2 separate regions of the Mus musculus genome follow, and region 1 is linked to region 2. Evidence: chromatin contacts called from public HiChIP or PLAC-seq data. All regions are on one chromosome and are shown on one strand. The core of a region is the stretch at or near the end of the contact, and the rest is flanking DNA. Distances in the headings are between cores, read along the strand shown. Region 1 overlaps Dock1 (dedicator of cytokinesis 1). Region 2 holds the start of Dock1 (dedicator of cytokinesis 1).

Region 1 (5,081 bases), core at 1,287-3,786, 150 kb after region 2:
TCAGATTTGCTTTCGAAAGCCCGGTGTGGGTTGCTTCAGGTAGGTGGAAGCCCGGCACCCTAGGCCCGAGTGTGCCTCTGCTTAACAGTTAACCTCCTTTCAGTGCAGTGATTGTGTCTCCACTGGAGTGAGAAATGTCTACCATCGGGTAGAACGTTCCATTCTTCTCACTATTTAATGATCCCCATGGTCATACAGTGACTGGCTCTTTGAGAGAATGTCCATCCTTCTAAGAATGCCTTTCTGGGCTGGGGAGATGGTGCAGAATGTGAAGTCCTTGCCTTGTCAACCTGAGGACCTGGCTTTGCTCCCCAGAACCCGTGTGAAAAACTGGTGTGTGATGGTGTACAGTTGTCATGCCAGTACTGAGAGACAGAAGGAACCCTGGGCTTCACTGGCCATTCAGCCATGCCTGCCTCATGAGCTTCAGGGCAATGAAATACCGTATTTCAATTAGTCAGTCAACTAGTCAACCAGGTATTCTATCTATCTATCTATCTATCTATCTATCTATCTATCTATCTATCTATCTATCTATCTATCTATCTATCTATCTACTGTCCTATCTATCTATCTATCTATCTATCTATCTATCTATCTATCTATCTATCTATCTATCTATCTATCTATCCATCCATCCATCCATCCATCCATCCATCCATCCATCCACCCACCCACCCATCCATCCATCCATCCATCCATCCATCCATCCATCCATCCATCCCTGTATGTATGTTAATGGTACCTGATGTATGATATCCAGGGCTGTCCTCTAGGCTCCACACACCCATGCACAAGTGCATATACAGACATGTATACTCATGTCCCAAGGTCTCTAGAACTTTTTTTCTCTAAGCAGGGGATACGGGCAGAGGTCCTGGGAAAGAAGAGGCCGCTGAAACAGACATGGAGACATAATGGAGGGAGTGGAGAGTGAGGACTTAGAGCAACTGGGAGGAGGGCTTGGGGACAAGCACGTGTGTCTGAAACTATTGTAAACCTGTGACTCTGTGAGATGGGCTTTATGAGATGTTCTGGCCTGTTGGCTGTGTTGATGCAAAGGGACATTGAAGTCTTCACTGAGACATGGTGCTCACCCTGCATGCTGATTAGCGCATGTCCTGAAGCAAGAGGAGCGGGATGCTTAAACCTTCCCAGGAAGAATGACATCAAGTTGAAATAGTGTAAGGAAGTGAGGGAAAGACTCTTCATACTCGAGCTTTGAAAAACTCATTGGCTCTGTCAGAATGGATATTTATAAATTGGCAAGATGCTTTGGAGTATTACAGTTGTGTACATTCTCTTAGTGTGTGTGTGTGTGTGTGTGTGTGTGTGTGTGTGTGTGTTGATAAGACTGCACATTAGGTTCAGTTGGATTTCTGCACTACTCCAGGAGTTATGTTGGCGAGTGAGGGAGTGAGAAGTCCTATCCTGAAGGCTTCCGGGCATTTACTCAGGGATTTGAGAATCCCAGGTAGGAAGGCCAGACCCTAATTTCCTGTTCTTCACTGTGTTGCTTTTCCCCTGAGATTACTCCAATCCGATTTTAAATTATTATGCCGGATTTACTCAGAATCCTCGGCCATCCTTCTGATGAGAAGGTCAGCAGCGTAAGTCTCTGTCCACTGTGGACACAGCACCTCAATGATTCAAGGAGAATTATTTTTCCCTTGGGAAAACCCAGACTCAGTACCGTGGGTTGTATTGGGAAAGAGGCACAGCCTGGGCAGGGCTGTAAAAGAAAGATGTATCATTAAAACAAAACAGACCTTAAAACCTGTGTACCCTTCACATTTAGCCATTCATTCTTAAGAGACTGTCTACCCGTGTGTGTGTGTGTGTGTGTGTGTGTGTGTGTGTGTGTGTGTGTGTGTAGGGGTGTTCAGGTAGAGGCCAGAAGAAAACCCTGTGTCTCGTTTCTCAGATGCCATCCCCTTCATTTTTGACCTAGGGTTTCTCCATCATCTGAACTTATCAAATAGGTTAGACTGGCTGGCCAGAGAGCCCCAGGGATCCACCCATATGTGAGCCCCCAGTGCTGACATTCCAAGAGCAGGTCACTCAGTCTTAGTTTCCTTTATCCTTTTTTAATGAGATGAAATTCAGGTCCACAAGCATGAACCTGACTGAACTCTCTCCCAGTTGTCCGGGGTTTTTCTTTTTCCTCTTAAACCTCTTCTATCCATGCAAACGGTGAAGGAGGCACAGCATTCCCTGTCACTCGATTAGGTGGAAACAAAGAGTATAATCAACTTTTTGAAAGGGAAAATTTGAGAATTTTCTGAGAAGTACTCATTTTTGCCATAAAATATTTTCCATGGTTACCTCTGACAACCAGAGGCAGAGGTACTCTGTGTTAGTCAGTCAGCTTTGATCACTGTGACAAAGACAAATGCAAACAATGCGAAATGCAGAAAAAATGCAAAACAGCTTCTGAAGAGTGAAGGTTTATGCCTGGTTCTGGTTTCAGAAGCTCCCAGACAGAATGGGTTGGATCTGTCCCTTTGGACCAGTGGCTAGGCACTCTGTCACAGTCTCGCCATGTTACATGCCCCTGTAGTGACTCACTTTCTTGCCACAGGCAGGGGTCCCACACTGCTTTGCAGTTTTCTGCTAGTTTGCACCTTTCTAAGGGCTGCCCTATCTCCTGGTAGCAACACACTGGGGAATAAGCTTTTAACTACCTGGACCCTTGGGGGACATTTACAATCCAAAGCAGAGTATATCTGAGAAAGTCAGTGAGCACCAATTCCTTTTATTGCTTTTCTTTTAAATAATTCATTTTGTATTAAAGTGGAGGACAGTATTTCAGTTTTTCTCCCTTCTCAGGCCTATCCTCATGTGATACTTTGCAGGTTGCTTGTGACTCAGCCCAAGCGCTTCTCCACTCTTGATGCAGGATGCTCATCCACCTCTTTGGCAGGTCTCTCCTACTTCCTTGCTTCCATCTTTGGCCTTGTCTGTTACTGGGGACACAGGAACAAACCACAGCTCTACTTCTCTGATTAATTTACTGAGGTTTCTCTCTCAGACTTAGTCTGGATGCCCCCCACCTCCTTGTCTGAGCTAGCTCTAGATGTCCCGTGGGTAGCAGATGGCTCCTGGTGAATGGGGCTTGGGCTTTTTACTTCAGTGTCTGTTAGGGTTTTACTGCTGTGAACAGATGCCATGACCCAGACAACTCTTGTAAGGACAACATTTAATTGGGGCTGGCTTACAGGTTCAGAGGTTTAGTTTACTATCATCAAGGTGGGAGCATGGCATCATCCAGGCAGGCATGGTACAGGAGATGCTGAGAGTTCTACATCTTTCAGCTGCTAGCAAAATATTGACTTCCAGGCAGCTAGGATGAGGGTCTTAAAGTCCACATCTACAGTGACACAGCTACTCCAACAGGACCACACCTTCTAATAGTGCCATTCCCTGGGCTGAGCATATACAAACCATCACATCGTCATCATGTGATGTGTCATCGACTCTTGACCCTAGCACAGATGACAGGGGGTCGGCTTTTAGCTGAGACTTTTGTTCCTTCCTGGACTGTGACTCAGGGACAGGGAAGTAACCACATGCTATGAAATACACAAGCAGATGTATGAGGTAGAGAGAGGCCAGTGCTGGCCCCTTGGATAGGATCACTGATGAACAAGGCTTACGTGAGTGAGCACAGTGCAGACACATGGCTCTTGCTCTTCCCAATTTTGCCTTCTCCTACTGTTTCAGGGGACCTTCCCTTGTGAGTAGGTAATACCTTCTTACCACTAAGTAACTCCACAAAGTTGGGTCAAATTCATGTCTAACGAATGGCTGATGAACGGAGAAATACCTGAACAGCAAATTCCACTGAAAACAAACAACCAAAATGCTGAGCAGGGATACATTAAGAAAGCTCAAAGAACTGGAAAACAGGGCTGCACACTGTATAATACTTGAGGGACCCCTGGACATCAAGGTTGAAGGCAGACTCTTTCCTGCAGTATGTGGGCTGCATCTCTACAGCATTCTCCAGGGTCTTTCCCCACTTTCCCCTTCCTTCTGATGAGCCTGCTCTGTTACCCCGGCATTCATTTGCATACACCATCCTCATCTTACCTCAGGGTTTGGTCTTTATCCTTCATGGTGGTATCTCCTCTACCTGTTCCCTTTTGGAAACTGGATGTATGAATGTCCCGGGAACTTCCCTCCTACTCTGGGGCCTGGCTGGAGTTCGAGTTCACTCTACAGATCTCCTGTCTGTCAACACTGAGCAGTGGACTAGGCTCTCAGGGAAATGGCCTCTAGGGTGGTTGTTCTGTGGGAAAGTTATGGAGCTGGAGAGATGGCTCCGTGGTTAAGAAGACATTCAGAAAACTCAGGCTCAGTTCGCAGCGCCCATATGGCTGCTCACAACTGTCTGTAACTCCAGTTCCAGGGAGGTCTGTAGCCCCCTTCTGGCCTCCATGGACACCAGGCCCATGTGTGGGGTACAGATATTTATATCTACAAATACCCATACCCATAATCTAAAATTATAAATGATTTTTTTAAAGAAAAAGAGAAGCCATTATAACACCACTGTCTGCAAGTCTGTCTGACTGGATGATCGTTCTTAAAGTACATTCTCAAGTCTGCTTCCAATGTTGCCCCCTCCCTGGCTGCTGGTGTAACAGCTAGCACTTTAATGTATGGCTACTTTAGTATGTGGGCAGACATAATGTGCTCTATATTCCTTCCCTTTAGAGTGTATTAAGTGCTCATTTCGTGCCAACTTTGGCCTCATTACTAGCCCGAGGCCATCAGTAACAGACAGTGAAAGATGTTCTGTCTCTAGGAGAAGAAGCCAGGCATTTGACCCCCCAGGGCAGGTGACAGGTGAGGTGGTATGTCATTAGCTGTCAGGATGACAGACTGTAGGCCAGATAGGGGCCCAGAGTGCAAATGGCCCTGAAACCCCTATCAATGCCTTGGTTACAGCTCAGAGGATTGGCTCTGAGCTTTGAGGCTGAGAATTAAGATGGCTGATTATATCAAGGGACACTTTATGTGAGAGGATGGGGGAGGAAGGAGAAGGAGAGAGAAAGATGGTGTGGATGCCTTGTTTG
Region 2 (5,475 bases), core at 84-2,583:
GTTGAGTTGGCCCCTCTCTGGCTCTGACATGCAATCTTACACAATGTAGCCTTCATTCTTTTAAACTTTCATTCCTTTAGTCCTTGAAGATTCCCAGGCTGGTGTCTTTGTCATTGTTTCTAGGATGCAAGAGAGGGCACACAGTAGAATATGCAATCTCATTTGCCCCTTCTAATAGCTTGCTGTGGACCCGAGGTCCCCTTGCACCCCTCCCCTTAGTTTTAACCTTTTCTTGGATTCTAATGAACGCTCAGGGTGTGTCTATGGGCAGGCCTTGAAGAAATCGGAAGTATTGCACTTGTGGGTGGCTGGCACTGGGTGAGTCTGAGACCAGCCTCCTTCAGATTAGAGTTGCTAGGAGCTGCTTGTTCTAAGCTGGAACTGGCTTCCTTTCTCTTCCCACTTCCTCTCTTTCCCCACTTCAGCAGGCCCAGTTCCTACTGAACGCCTCAAAGTTGCTGCAAACTAGGAGCCTCATTGTGCTGCTCCAGACCCTCAACACCCAAAGAGATCTGGGCTGTTAGAAACACCCAGGGGCTGCAAAGTCTTTTCCTAGGCTTCTCTTACCAGTGCTGACTGTACATCACCACTCCCATCAGCTACTAGGCACGCTCAATGCGCTCAGACCCTGGCAAAATGGGTGCCCACTTTGAATGAATGAATGAACTACGATGAACTCCTAGCTCTGCTCCAACGCTCTCCACCAGGTCAGAACTGGGGTTTCCGCACTTCACACCAGTGAGTACATGTGTGGTGTCTGACTATTTGTGTTAGATCCAGGCCTAGAGGGCTATAAGGATTTGTGGTGTGTGTGTTCGCGCGTGCACGCTTGTGTGTGAAAAGATAGCACTTTGTGAGGTGCAGGGTACAGTGTTCAGGATGGTGTGCGTGGTGTGTGTGTGTTGTGTGTGTGTGTGTGTGTGTATGTGTGTACCCTGTATGGTACAGAGTGCAGAGTGTTTGGGATGCTGGGTGCTCGGTGTTCAAAGTAGAGTGTGGGTAAAGAGTGCTGGATGCGGTGCAGAGTAGACAGTGCAGGGTGAGGACCATACAGTGCAGATTAGTAGGTGCGAGGTGCACGGTGTTTAGTGGAAAGTAGAGGATGTGAGTTGCACGGTTCCTGCAGCATGCAGGGCGTCCATGGGCTCCGGGAAGCAGCCTGGGTCCCTCGAGGGACCCGGCGGGCCGAGCCCCAGGGCACGCGCGCCTGGGCGGGCTACAGCCGGCCGCCGTCCCGCCTCTCGCCGGCGCTCCCGGCCTTTCCCATCCGGCCCGCGACGCTCCGCCCGCCCCGTCCCACATGACACCGCCTCCGCCGCAAACTTTTTCCTCCCCATCCTGTCGCGGCGGGGAAGGAATGGAAGATGGCGGCCTAGGCGCAGAGTTTCCTGCCCGAGCAGCGGCGGCAGCAGCGGCGGCTCCAGTGGGCTGCGGCCAGCGCCACCATGACGCGCTGGGTCCCCACCAAGCGAGAGGAGAAGTACGGCGTGGGTGAGCAGCGCGCCGCCCCGCGCCCGCCCCGCGCGCAACTTCCCCGCCGCGGCGCCCAGCCTGTTGCCGCGCGGTGCGGAGCCCGGCCCGCCCGGGGCTGGAGCCCGCGTGGGGAACCCGGGGACCCTCCGGGGTCCACCGTGCTCCTCATTCCCGCGCATTCGCTCTGTCGTAGTCCCGTGTGCTCCTGCGTGCGCGGGGCTCCCGGGGTCATTGTTTGTGTGCGTTTTGGCTTCTTCGGGAAACTTCTGTTTGGCATCCGGGACTCCGGGTGGACACTTTTCATTGTGCAGCGCTCGGATCTGTGAAGCCTCCTTTTCTCGCGTGAGGAGTGGCTGCGCCTCCCGGGTTGGGTCGGTGCCGCCTTTCCCGCCCTGGATGGTAGGGGACACTCAGGCGCTCCTGTGTCCCCGGGGCTCTGGAAACGGACCTCGAGGGCGGGGACCTGGTTTTGCCTTTGTCGCTTCCCTAGGGGGTAGAAGGAGTAGGGTTGCAAGCTTACTTTTGATCCAAGGAGTCCCGCTTTCCTCAATGGCCAGACAGTCCCAGAGCCCTGCAGACCTTGTCTCGCCCCCCAGCTAGCCCACATCAAAAGTCAGGTCTGTCTAGGCCTCAGGGCTCGCTGGCATTCCAGATTTGACCATTCCGTTTCCAGGCTCCTGCTCTCTTTTCCCTAAGGATCCTCTGACGCCCAGCCTCACCTGAGCAGAGACTCTGACTTGCAAGCAGGCATTTCTTGGGGATTTGCAAGCAAGCATTTAGGGGAGCTTGCTGCCTTCCACCCTAAGGGCTGCCTTGGGGCACTTTCTCAGCAGCTGTCTGTTCTAGGCATGCCTTCAGCACCGTCTTGCAGGCCTAGTTCATGTCCCAGCCCGCTGTCTTTGAAAGCTTCCCGGAGACTCCAGTCTACAAGGCCGTGTCCTTCCTTTGAACTCCAGTTACTTATTTCTGTAACAAGTAGGAGATGGTGGCCATGGGGGCAGGGCTGGAGAAGCCTAGGGCCCCTACCTCCACTCTAGGCCCACACCCAGGTTTGGAGGATTTTTCCCTGCGTTGTGAACACTGGAGCTGAGCTCCACCTGTGCTTGGCCGACCTTTCAGAGGCCCATGGCAGAGCTGGGAAGGGCTGTTAGAGTCCCATCTATTTAATTTGGGATGAGGGTCCTACTTAGGATGGCTTCAGGGTGTGGGAGGTTTTCTCTTGGGGTTGCCCAGGACTGTTGAAAGAACAGCTAGAAGAGTGGCAGGGGCAAGCAGAAAGCCAGATAGTCGGGGTGCAGTTGAGGAAGGAGGGCCCTGCAGAGGACTCCCGGGTAGTGGAGAAACTTGCCCCCTGTGCTTTACCCTTGTAGCATAGTAATGGGAGCTGCTGGGTTTGAACCCTGGCAACAGTGGGTTCACATTCATCCCTGTTCTGCTGCAACTGCCACGGTGCCTTGGGATTATTGGGGAGGGGAGTCTATTTCTTTGATTTTTTTTTGTTTATTTTTTTGGGGGGGGGACAGAGTTTCACTATGTAGCCCTGGTTGGTCTGGCTTCATACAGAGGTCTACTTGTCTCTATCACCTGATTGCTAGGTTTAAAGGCATGCATCCTCACATCTGGTGGGTCGTGTCGTCGCCCCCCCCCCCCCGCCTCCCCCCCAGCATCCTCCACTCCCTTTAAGTTGGAAGACTGTTTTGTTGCCATTTGGGAGAAAGAAATAGGCAGGCTGGAGACCTCAGCAGCCTTGGGAATGAAGGGTTGTAGATAGGAAAGAAAATGGCTTGGGAGAGGTTGGGGGTGGGGGTGGGGGTGTCGGGGGGGGGGGCAGTTAGTCCAAACCTAGTTTGTAGTGCAGGGTGGTAGTGAGGTGCATACCAGTAAAGTCGGAACTTGGGAGGATCAGAAGTTGAAGTTCATCTTCTGCAGCATAATAAGTTTGAGGCCAGTCTGCGCTACGTGGGAGCGTATCTCAAAAGGAAAAAAGCTGTATTTTCTAAGCAAAAGGCCAGAAAACATTTAGCAGTGGAAACACTGTGAGTTCTTTTGTTGGGTGTGGGGACTTCACTTGAGAGAGAGGGAAACAGACACAGAGAGACAGAGAGGAGAGACAGAGAGAGAGAAGAGAGAGAGAGGGAGACAGAGACAGAGAGACAGAGAGAGAGAAGAGAGAAGAAGAGAGAGAGAGAGGGAGAGAGACAGAGAGAGACAGAGAGGAGACAGAGAGAGAGGAGAGAGAGAGAGGGAGAGAGAGACAGAGACAGAGAAAGACAGAGAGGAGATGGAGGGAGGGAGGGAGGGAGAGAGAGATATCAATCCAGCGCTGGGGTGTAGGTAGGGTGGTGGTGGCACTACATTTTGCTGTAACGTCCCCTAGAGACATGGATGTTGCCTCCAGTGCGCCTTTTGTAGTTCTGTAGTGTGGCTTTACCTGGAGAAGTTGGGGAGACATTCCTATGTAGGGGCAGGAGGGTCTCTCTCCAGAGGTGGGAAGCAAGCAGCCCAAGAGGCTGTGGCTGTCTCAGTGAAGCCATACACCCTCCCAAAGGCACTCTTGGATGTGACTTCTGACATCAAGTCTTTTGCTAATGCATTAATCTCAAAACTGTTTTTGCAGAGTTCTCACAGGAGAACTACTAAAGTGATTCCCAACCTTCCTAATGCTACGACCCTTTAACCCATTTCCTCATGCTCTGGCGACCCCCACCCCCACCAACTGTAACATTATTTTGCTGCTAATTCATGACTGTGATTTTGCTATTGTTATGAATCATAATGTAAATATCTGATATGCAGGATATCTGACATGTGACCCCACACCCGGAGCCATGCTCACAGGTTGAGAACCGTTGGTCTAGGTGATGGTTTTGCCAGGAAATTCGAGCAAAAGTGTGAAAGGTTGTCGGGTGTAGGAGAAAGTGGACCCGTGTCTCTCTTCACCAGGATGGGATAAGACAGCTGAGCTTGGGTGTAACAGGCATCAGAAGGCACCTTGAAGGTTAGCGTCTCCATGTGTCAGAGTTGGGGGGACACCCCAGCTCTCTGCGTGTCTGACAGTCTGTACTGGGAGGATCCTAGTGGCTCATAGGACAGATGCTCCCTGGGGAGGTTGCAAGTTCTTATATGCAGGCTGATTGGCTGTTTCTCCCTAAGGGAGAGTTACTAAAGATCCCCCATACTAACTCGAGCCTTCTCTTTGGTAGCCTTAACAACAGGCCTGTGTTTCTCTCCTGAGGCTCTGGTGGGTGGACCCTGCTTCCACTCCAGCCACTTGGCCCGTGCATGAATCACGAGGGAGAAGGAAAATGATCAAACGCCATCGCTTTTGGAAACATGAATCACAGCTCATTGTTCGGATGAGCTTGGGGACTCTTGGAAGCATTGTTTGTAAATGAGATGCTGTAGTGATTTATTTATTTATTCCGGAAAATCGAGATGAGCGTAAAGGGCTGATGTGTGGCTCTTGCCAGGGCAGGAAGTGGGGGTTCCCATGATTCATTTTGTAGGGGCTGCTGCTTGTATAGGCTGCCAGCTGGCTTCCCCCCTAACTCCTGGGCTTGGTTTGGTGGGCCGTGTTCAGGGGATTGGCTTATTCACGCAGGTATAAACTTTGAGTTAGCTGTCACACCAAGGGCTTGGCTAGATGATCTTTCCCATCATCCCAGCTATGGCAGGGTCCTGTGTTCTAGAATTAATACGTTTTGATGGATCCTGTTTGTCAGATTCAGCGTGGGCTAGAAGCACACTTAGGGACAGTGTGTTCACAGTTGCGGAAGGTGGCCCACAGCCTTGTGCACAGCCTGATCTCTACCCTGTGAGTTGTGATATGCTGATACCGAAGAGAGGCTTTGCAGTGTGATTGAGCCTATGAAGTATGGGATGGGGTCACATGGGCTCTGGGAGCTTGGCTGGCAGGTCTTGGCAGAGGGAGTGGGAAAGAGAGACATGTTGAATGGGAAGCTAGGTCCCACACCAGAGAAGGACTTGATGAGCAGTTGCAGG

What was found. HiChIP or PLAC-seq counts read pairs in DNA pulled down with a chosen protein or histone mark.
Region 1: a FOXA1 HiChIP or PLAC-seq map of pancreatic cancer cells shows a contact between it and region 2. The contact joins the enhancer-like site here to the promoter of Dock1 in region 2. A contact is called at or near these places in 1 of 39 promoter capture datasets (liver), 3 of 484 Hi-C or Micro-C datasets (cerebellar granule neurons, myocytes and nephron progenitors) and 1 of 115 datasets of contacts at active chromatin or transcription factors (pancreatic cancer cells).

The regions. Positions count from the first base shown.
Region 1 is chr7:134,814,320-134,819,400 of GRCm38.p6, forward strand. All of the region lies in intron 23 of Dock1 (dedicator of cytokinesis 1), which reads left to right. Among named protein-coding and RNA genes, the nearest start is that of Insyn2a, 120 kb to the right of the region's middle. Within about 2 kb of position 2,537, at least 10 of the 459 cell types and tissues checked have an H3K27ac peak or open chromatin away from gene starts, as enhancers often do. A contact at or near this core is called in pancreatic cancer cells, where this site is marked.
Region 2 is chr7:134,669,354-134,674,828 of GRCm38.p6, forward strand. It overlaps Dock1 (dedicator of cytokinesis 1), which reads left to right and starts at 1,334. Exons shown (of 52, transcript NM_001033420.2): 1 at 1,334-1,491. The coding sequence starts at 1,446.